3 separate regions of the Mus musculus genome follow, and regions 1 and 3 are each linked to region 2. Evidence: chromatin contacts called from public HiChIP or PLAC-seq data. All regions are on one chromosome and are shown on one strand. Each heading gives the region's core, a stretch centred on a gene start, on an enhancer-like site or on the middle of the called end of the contact. The rest is flanking DNA. Distances are from core to core; before and after follow the strand shown.

The links. HiChIP or PLAC-seq counts read pairs in DNA pulled down with a chosen protein or histone mark.
Region 1: a contact with region 2 is called in a FOXA1 HiChIP or PLAC-seq map of pancreatic cancer cells. The contact joins two enhancer-like sites. A contact is called at or near these places in 1 of 15 datasets of contacts at CTCF or cohesin (the NIH/3T3 cell line), 2 of 484 Hi-C or Micro-C datasets (the F1.1 cell line and nephron progenitors), 1 of 115 datasets of contacts at active chromatin or transcription factors (pancreatic cancer cells) and 2 of 9 other capture datasets (adipose tissue and bone marrow-derived macrophages).
Region 3: a contact with region 2 is called in a FOXA1 HiChIP or PLAC-seq map of pancreatic cancer cells. The contact joins two enhancer-like sites. A contact is called at or near these places in 2 of 15 datasets of contacts at CTCF or cohesin (CD8 T cells and the NIH/3T3 cell line), 3 of 484 Hi-C or Micro-C datasets (bone marrow-derived macrophages, cortical neurons and embryonic stem cells) and 3 of 115 datasets of contacts at active chromatin or transcription factors (CD8 T cells, large pre-B cells and pancreatic cancer cells).

The regions. Positions count from the first base shown.
Region 1 is chr4:89,468,779-89,471,478 of GRCm38.p6, forward strand. The region is part of intron 7 of Gm12610 (predicted gene 12610); the gene reads left to right. Among named protein-coding and RNA genes, the nearest start is that of Cdkn2b, 160 kb to the left of the region's middle. Within about 2 kb of position 1,328, at least 111 of the 459 cell types and tissues checked have an H3K27ac peak or open chromatin away from gene starts, as enhancers often do. A contact at or near this core is called in the NIH/3T3 cell line and pancreatic cancer cells, where this site is marked.
Region 2 is chr4:89,161,392-89,164,091 of GRCm38.p6, forward strand. All of the region lies in intron 4 of Mtap (methylthioadenosine phosphorylase), which reads left to right. It also overlaps the pseudogene Gm12607. Among named protein-coding and RNA genes, the nearest start is that of Gm26490, 20 kb to the right of the region's middle. Within about 2 kb of position 1,285, at least 66 of the 459 cell types and tissues checked have an H3K27ac peak or open chromatin away from gene starts, as enhancers often do. A contact at or near this core is called in the NIH/3T3 cell line and pancreatic cancer cells, where this site is marked.
Region 3 is chr4:89,439,670-89,442,369 of GRCm38.p6, forward strand. All of the region lies in intron 5 of Gm12610 (predicted gene 12610), which reads left to right. It also overlaps the pseudogene Gm12608. Among named protein-coding and RNA genes, the nearest start is that of Cdkn2b, 130 kb to the left of the region's middle. Within about 2 kb of position 1,307, at least 38 of the 459 cell types and tissues checked have an H3K27ac peak or open chromatin away from gene starts, as enhancers often do. A contact at or near this core is called in the NIH/3T3 cell line and pancreatic cancer cells, where this site is marked.

The sequences.
Region 1 (2,700 bases), core at 78-2,577, 310 kb after region 2:
CTCTTGATCTTGGGCTTGCTTAGACCAGTGGAAAGCAGCAGAAGCAACTTCATGCTAGGTCCCAGCTGACACCTTACTCTCCCCTGTCTCTGATCTCCTTCCTGTGGCCCACTGATAGTGCCCAGTAGCTGCAGAACCCAGAACGAAGCCCGTCTAAAGTCTGAATGCTGCTAAGCCTTACAGAATCACCATAGGCCTGCAGATTGTAGGGGAAAAATGAATGCTCACTCACATCAGTTATTGAGATTTGGGGTGATTGCTGTACATCTTTGCAGCAGGAGAAATTTTACTAGTTCTCTAGAGTCAGAACTAAAGCATATACAATCAGGCTGGTCATCCTGTTTCAACTAAATTTTTTGTTTTTAGTAAATATTCCATAGAGTCATTCTCTCTGTCTCTCTGTCTGTCTGTCTCTGTCTCTCTCTGTCTGTCTCTGTCTCACACACACACACACACACACACACACACACACACACACACACACATATACAGATACACAGACACAGAGACAGTCACACAGACACACACAGACACACATAGACACACACACAGATACACAGACACACAGATACATAGACACACAGTCACACATACAGACACACACACAGACACACACACAAACACACACACAAACACACACACACAAACACACACACACACACACACACACACACACAGAGGACTCTCCCTCAATAAGAGCATATGTCTATTACAGACAAAGTAAGTTAAGTTGTTGGGTACTGGCATCCTCTTAGAAGAGCACATCCTTCTGAGGGAGATAGTGTGAGCTGAAGAGGAGGTGGCCGACTTTATTGTGCATGACGAAGGCTCGCTTGTGGACAGCAAAACAGAAGATACTTTAAGAAGAGCAGTCTCTCTCCTTGCAAGAGTCTCAGATAACACTTTCATTTTCCCAGACCTGCTCAGAATTAGCCCAACTGTTGCCACTGTCTTTCATTTGCATCTTGTGTGTTCAAAGCTACTTGAGTTGTTTTTTAAGTTCCCAGAGAAAGACCAAAAAAGGCTTCATTTTCCCATTTCCTAAGGGGGTAATTACATACCCGGCAGAACAACAAACTTGGGCCCTAGGCCGTCAGTGAAATCTGGTTTCTGTCAGGTGAGAGCTCTTTTGTATATGGAAAGTTAAGAGAGGAATATGGCTTTAGCAATACCGTAGGGAGCTGTGGTCAGCATGGATCTGATAAAAGCCTTTGTTTTCCATGTTTTGATTGGCCCTGTGAGATGTCCCAACGGCTCACAGGGCCATCTGTATTCCTATTAGTGGGACCTAAAATTGCTGACACAGGCTTGCAGCTCGGCCCAGCGGCCTGCCAGGGTAAACTTGTGTAATGTGCTGCACATCCCGCCTAACAACAGTGGTTCTTTTGTCACTTGAACAGAGGCGATTAAGAACATGAGTCATTAAAAAGAGCTTTAGGAAAGCAGGCCATTTTCCAGCACTGTGGCTTTGGGGGAGTTCATAACGTCCCAGACTCCGGACAAACTGAAGGATTTCTCTGATCACCAACAATCTGAATTGATTTGAGAGAAGAAAAAGGAGACTATTCCAAAGTGTCATTTCTAAAGCTTAAAACATGCCTGTTTTTTAAAATGAGAATTGGAATAGAGGTAACAAATGTTTTCCCGAATTTTTATCAATATGGCAAAAGGATTATTTTCCAACCTTAGTAAGTCTGGGAATGTCTGGTTTCCTAACAACGGCACAGGCATTTTTTTTCCATTTCTTCTCTTTACTCCACCCCTTCCTGTTCTCTTTCTCTTTAAATTATTTGTGTTACTGTTGTTATTGACAGAGCTCTTCACATGTTCATGCTGACCCTGAACTCCTGGAGTCAGCCCCCCCCCCACGTAGCTGTGACTATTTCCCCATTTTTAATACATCCAAAAGTGAAAGCATAGGAAAATGGGGACTACAAAGTATTTACTTGACCTAAATAAAAAGATACTGTTACTTAATGCTCTTCTCTGTAGCATTTTTTACAGTACTTTTTGTATAGTTAAGATCTGTGCAATTTCATCTTATTCATTTTCCTACGCTTCTGCTACTCTATTCAGAGACTGACCATATGGCCCATTGGCTGAACTTGGCCTCTTGCTTGTGTGTTGGGACACAGCTTTACTTAAGTATTCACACATTCAGCCGAATGAGCAGTTTCAACAGAGCCTATGTGGCCTCACAACATTAAAATATTTATTCTCTGGCCTTTAACACAAATAGTTTGTAACTCTCTATGATAGGATGTTAGAGTCCCATGCCAAAAACACTTTAAAGACTCTCATAAACATATGTTAGGTGTTTATATATCTGCCACTCACTAGCATTGCCTTCTGAAACTAGTCAGATACTTTATTTAGTAGAGCCAGATGTATATGCGTGTATATAAAATAATCACACACCTAAGAATCATCTACATAAGCCACATGTATTGATTTTCTAAGTTTATAGCATTCATCTTTTATTAATGTCTATTCTAAAAATTTTTTGACAATTTCATAGAAATGTATATATATACAGAGATATATTTATATACACACATACACCAAACATAATGAATTTCAGTCAAGTTTAGTCCTCATTACCTCTCTCATACCACTTTCTTCCACTAAAAATTCTCCTTTTACCACCAAGTCTCCTCTCACTTTCAGGGTGTGTGTGTGTGTGTGTGTGTGTGTGTGTGT
Region 2 (2,700 bases), core at 35-2,534:
AAAAGGAGTACCCAGGAAGGGAAGACAACATTATTGGCTGAAGACTCGGGGCTATCTGGATTCCTCACTAGCATGGAGAACTCCAGATGTTATGCCCAAGGTCCTCAGTTAGGTGTCCTGGTTACCTGTTCTAGAACAAGGAGCAGCTGTACCCTACTGGTCTCAGGTCTCTGAGGTCCTCCAGATCTGAGCTCAATCAACCTTGCCTTTTTTTTTTTTTTTTTTGGGGGGGGGGGGGGGTGTTGGTTTGGGTTTTTTTTTTTTTTTTTTTTTTTTTTTTTTTATCTGCATTTATTTTATGTTGAATTTATTCCCATGCCATGAGATTTTGTTTCTTCAGTTTTTTCTGGGATATCTCTTTCTTCTATACAACCTCCTCTTCGGGCTTTGGAACGATCTGTTCCTTCACAATGAGGATCATCTCAGTGTGGCTAGGGAGCTCATGTATGGGTTAATCGAGCCATGAGCTCTGCTCTATAGGTTCGTCGGTGTGTCTTAAGTTCCTTGTTCACCTGGATATGTTGAATAACTAGACAATCTACATCGAAACCGGAAGTTCAGCATTACTTTATGCATTTTAAAGCATGTGCAGCAAAAATTTAGCACTCTTTCCAGAATGGCACACATTGCTTCTTTAAAGTGACATCCTTCAGCCTCTTGGTGGCTTTGCCGCTATGAGGCTATGCATACCCTTGCTGTCCTGGGCAATTTCTCAGATGTTCTTAAACTGAATGAAGGTTTGAAACTCTAGATTTGCATGATTTTGTCGGATGTTCTGCGGCAAGAGAGTAGCAAACCATCTTCACAGGTCACGCCTGGCCGCTTACAGGAAAAGGCCTTGCCAGTTCCTTATAACTGGTAGCACGGTCCTATGTACTGTACATTCCTGTGGGTAGGGACATTTCTCTTTCATCCTGCCACCTGTGGGGGTGGGCAGCTGACACAGAGGAGTCGATGTAACTTCCCTCCTGACTCTGGCTTTGCTATGTGGATAAAGAGAGCTTAGCTGTTCTCAGGGCTCCAGTTGGACTTTTAGATGGTGAATTTTTTACATGCTTTGATCCCAGCATCTTCTGATCTTCAGTGTCACTTTGCCACTTATAGATAAAGCAGCAAGTGTATGGACCCCCAGCTGCTTGCTAAGGGGTCTACAGTTACTTCCTCACCAAATGCTAACAGTTCTTTTTACAAATATCTTTGATTATGCAGTGGCCTCTCAACCGCACAGGATCTATGATGAGGTGCCTCATGAAGTCAGAGACGAGAGATAGATGCCTCCTCCCTGCTGTGGTTTGGCACGGGCCTTGTGTAAACAGGCCAGATTCTAAGAAGAGCCTTGGCCGAGTTTAGAAGCATAGTTGTTTGGATTGCTTAGCCTTTCTCTTGTTACTTATCAGCTTTGTAGCTTATACTTACTTCTTAAAGGTTCGTTGTAGAGTGTTGCATAGGGGGCCTTCTCCTGGGGGACTCTGCTGGCTTCTCCCCAATGTTGACACACTCTATTGTCTCTTCCTGAATTTCTGGGCACACCTGGTCCCTCCATTTAACACCATGACCAAAAGGCAGGTTGTGGAGGAAAAGGTTTATTTAGATTACACATTTAGATAATAATTCATCTTTGGAGGAGATTGGGACAAGAATTCAAGCAGGGCTGGAACTTGGAGGCAGAAGCTGATGCAGGGTCACGGAGGGGCGCTGCTTACTTCCTTGCTCTTCATGGCTTGCTCAGCCTGCTTTCTTTTAGAACCCAGGATCACCACCAGCCCACCTACCGTGGACTGGGCCTTCCCCACGATTAGTGAGGGGAAAAATTGAGAAATTGCTTTGCAGCTGGACCTCATGGATGCATTTTCTCAACTGAGGCACTGATGAATCTAACTTGGGTCAAGTTGACACACAAAACCCACCAGTACAGATACTATTTTAGATCCTGTTGTTTGGGTAGAGGAAATGTAATACAGCCATCCCATTCGAGAGGCTGAGGTCCCAGGGGCAGGGACTTCCGGCAATGTCTTCATGTATCCTTTCTTCCTGTGCCATCAATATCTGCTGCATCACTGAAGTCATTGATTGGACAGGAAGGAAGGATATATGTAGAAATTGTGGGTGTGAGTCTTTATTTTAAACTTAAAACAAAATTCATAGAGACAGAGTAACTTCTGTGACTCAAAATACCAGGTCAAGCAATGCCTGCCCTTCAGTATCCTTACCTGTTAATGTAAGAGTTCTGCGGGTATTGGGTTCTGATATGTTCCTTCTCAAGCTTTTTGGTTGGTTGGTTGTTTTTTTTTTTTTTTTCCCAGCTTGTCCTCTTGCAGGAAGAATAGGAGAGGCCTGGGTTTGCTCTCGCTCTGACTCATCAGGAAAGTCCCGCACTAAATACATGGGCTGATATGATAGATGATGCCTATGTATTTCACCCTCCTCCTCCTAGAGACACAGCCCTACCTTGGGCTTCCCCGGTGATGTCATCGTTGAAGGCTGAGGTCTTGTAGGGGTGTGCTCTGGTGTCCACACAGGTCTTCTTTCATCTTGAGTGTGTCCACTAGAGTCTAACGGTTAGAAACGGACTCCTGAGCGAGATGACTTGCACCTGGGACCTCACCCCTGAGGAGTGCACAGTAGGGCCATTGTTTGAGGGTAGTTCTGGATACCCAGATTACATAATGACAGCACCCTGTCTAAAACAGGAAGGGAAGG
Region 3 (2,700 bases), core at 57-2,556, 280 kb after region 2:
TCTGTAGTTTCTGAATGACTTATGACCTGCAGAAAATGTCCTTTACTGTGGCTTGGGATGGGATGAAAGGCACCTCAACTATTGTTATACTTCTGGGTAAATAAACTCTGGAAAGAAAGAATGCAAAATGTTCTGAATATAGATAGGAATGGAATTATCACTGTTGTCTCACTCCAAGGGAATACTTTCATTCCCTAAAAAAAGCTTTGAAATGAATGTAGCATTAGATATGAAAAAATAACTTTAGACATTGATTACTGTCACCTCCATCCCCCCACTAACAGCTATTTCTGATAATTTATAATAAATTTTCCTCATACTTAGGTCAAAATTCTCTTATAATCACCCATGACATATTCCTCTTTAGTCTTAGACCAATTATCTTAAAAGTATTAAATCGTCTAATCTTTGTGTGCCTTAAATATATTCCGGCAGTACTGAGATGGTGGGAAAGAAAAAAAAGATTGTAATATTTAAATTCCAAGGAAGTTTGGCAATGATGACTAAAGTCCTCAAAGCAAAGCGATTCAGCAGCAGCGTACACACACACACACACACACACACACACACACACTCACACACACTCACACACACACCAGATTGTTGGAGAAACAATGAACCCTCCAGGAAGATGTGCCCCATTTACCTTGGGAAATCACCAAGAAAATCATAAATATATGTATATTTGATTTGGATTCAATGCCTAGCAAATGGTGATTACAGCTCCAGACTGTAGAAACAGAGTGAACACATGATGTGATTCGGATGCATCAGAGCTTGTGATTTCCTAATGGATGAATTGGACACTAACTCTTCTGAGTCACAAGGATTCTTTTGCCCTGGCAGTGTGGAGCTAAGCTAGAAGGTTTATATTAATTGCCTGTGACTTGGTTGGGTGGGTTCCTGCTAGTCCATTTAAGGGGAGGGACGTGGAGAACACATTCCTTAGAATGGCCACAGACTGTCCAGATGAGAAGGACTCTGAAACGTTTATGTGACAGTATCGAAGGGCTAGAGTGGTCCTAGAAGACTGGATTGTATGGTCACTCTCTGGTCTCTTAGCTTGAGAGTGAGGGAGACTTAACAATGCTTTTTGTTTGTTTTACATCTAGCATACTGACAGGAAAACAACAACCAAAAACAACCCAGTAATTTAAAAGGGAAAATGGTGTGAAGAGATACTGATGCAGAAAAATAAAACTTTTAGCTATTTTTTTCCTCAAAACCTACCCACATCTCCCTCTGAGTTTACTTTTGTTCTCACTTTACAGAGTCTTTCTGTGGTAAGGGCAAGGGCGAGAGAGAGAGAGCCAGGAGAGGCTTCACTCCTTAAGGTCCCTCCAGAGTCATTTCTAGATGGTTATCATCATGCCACATGCACTTGGAATTCTTGGTGATTTTCCAAGCTAAACAGGGCACATCTTCCTGGAGGTTTCATTTATTTCTCCAACAATCTGAAACGAAAGTTCTTGTAAATGAAGTCAAACCAAGAGGCTTCATGCCTTGGAACGCAAAATTCATTGGAAATTTAAAAAATAAAACCCTGGGCTTCAGAGATCCAGGCATTTCAGATTCCTGCTCACATTCCCTGCTGAGTGCCTTTCCCCTTTCAGTCATGCCTTATTACAGAAAGTGTGTACAGGACTATCCAGGCATTAGTGCGGATATGACATTCTCTTAAACTTCTGGTCTCTTCCTAAGACTGGACTAGTTAGTCCAGGAGATTGTTCTGTTCTTACTATTTTACAGCCATCTGAGAATATCACAAAACCAGATAATTCTATGAGAATCCTCAATGCAGTATAAGACTAAAGGCGATCAGAGTTTCCTCAAGAGCTTCACGTAGGTGTGATGACTGTGGGCTGCTTCTTGGACGCCTTATTGGACGCCTGCTATTGAGCAGATGTTTTTCTGGAAATAGGATGCAGTGGTGACTAGAACATTTCCTCCGAGTCACCAGGAGATGGAGGGGGAGAGGGTTAGGAAGGATGAATATGAACGCAATGTGTTCTTCTATTTCTTCTTTTTGAGATAGGATTTTAGTAGCCCTGGCTAGCCTGGAACTTACTATGTAGGCCAGGCTAACTTCCAACTCACAGAGATCCACCTGTTTTTGCCTCAGGAATGCTAGGCTTAAAGGCAATGCACCACCATGCTCAACACAGTGAATTGTTGTTTTTCCTTTTCATTATTTTTCTCCATTTATTTAATTATTCATTCATTCACTTTACATCTCTTTCCTCTCAGCATCTGCCTCACAAGCCCCTTCCTCTTCCCCTCTCCTTCTCCTCTGAGAAGGGGGAGCCCCCCTGGGTACCAACCCAGCCTGGCACATCAAGTCATTGCAGAGGGTGGCCACTTTAGGCCCCATATTCCCTACTGCTAGGAGTTTCATCTAGGGTCACCCCCATAGACTCCCAGGAGCCTCCTCTATCCTAGGTCTCTGGCATGTCCTAGAGATTCGAACCTCCCATCCCACCCCATCCCCCCACCTGCCTTGAGCTCCTGTCACAGTTCATTGATAAGCACAAAGCATTATTCTAGGAGTTAGAACATGCCACCAACCATACCCACTGCCTTTCCATCCATTGCACCCATTCCAGGGTCATTCTCTTCTTTAGGAATTTCTGTATTACAGCTTCAGCTGTAGATAGAAAGGAGGCTGCCCAGCACCATCCAGTAAAGCATCTCTTACAGTCT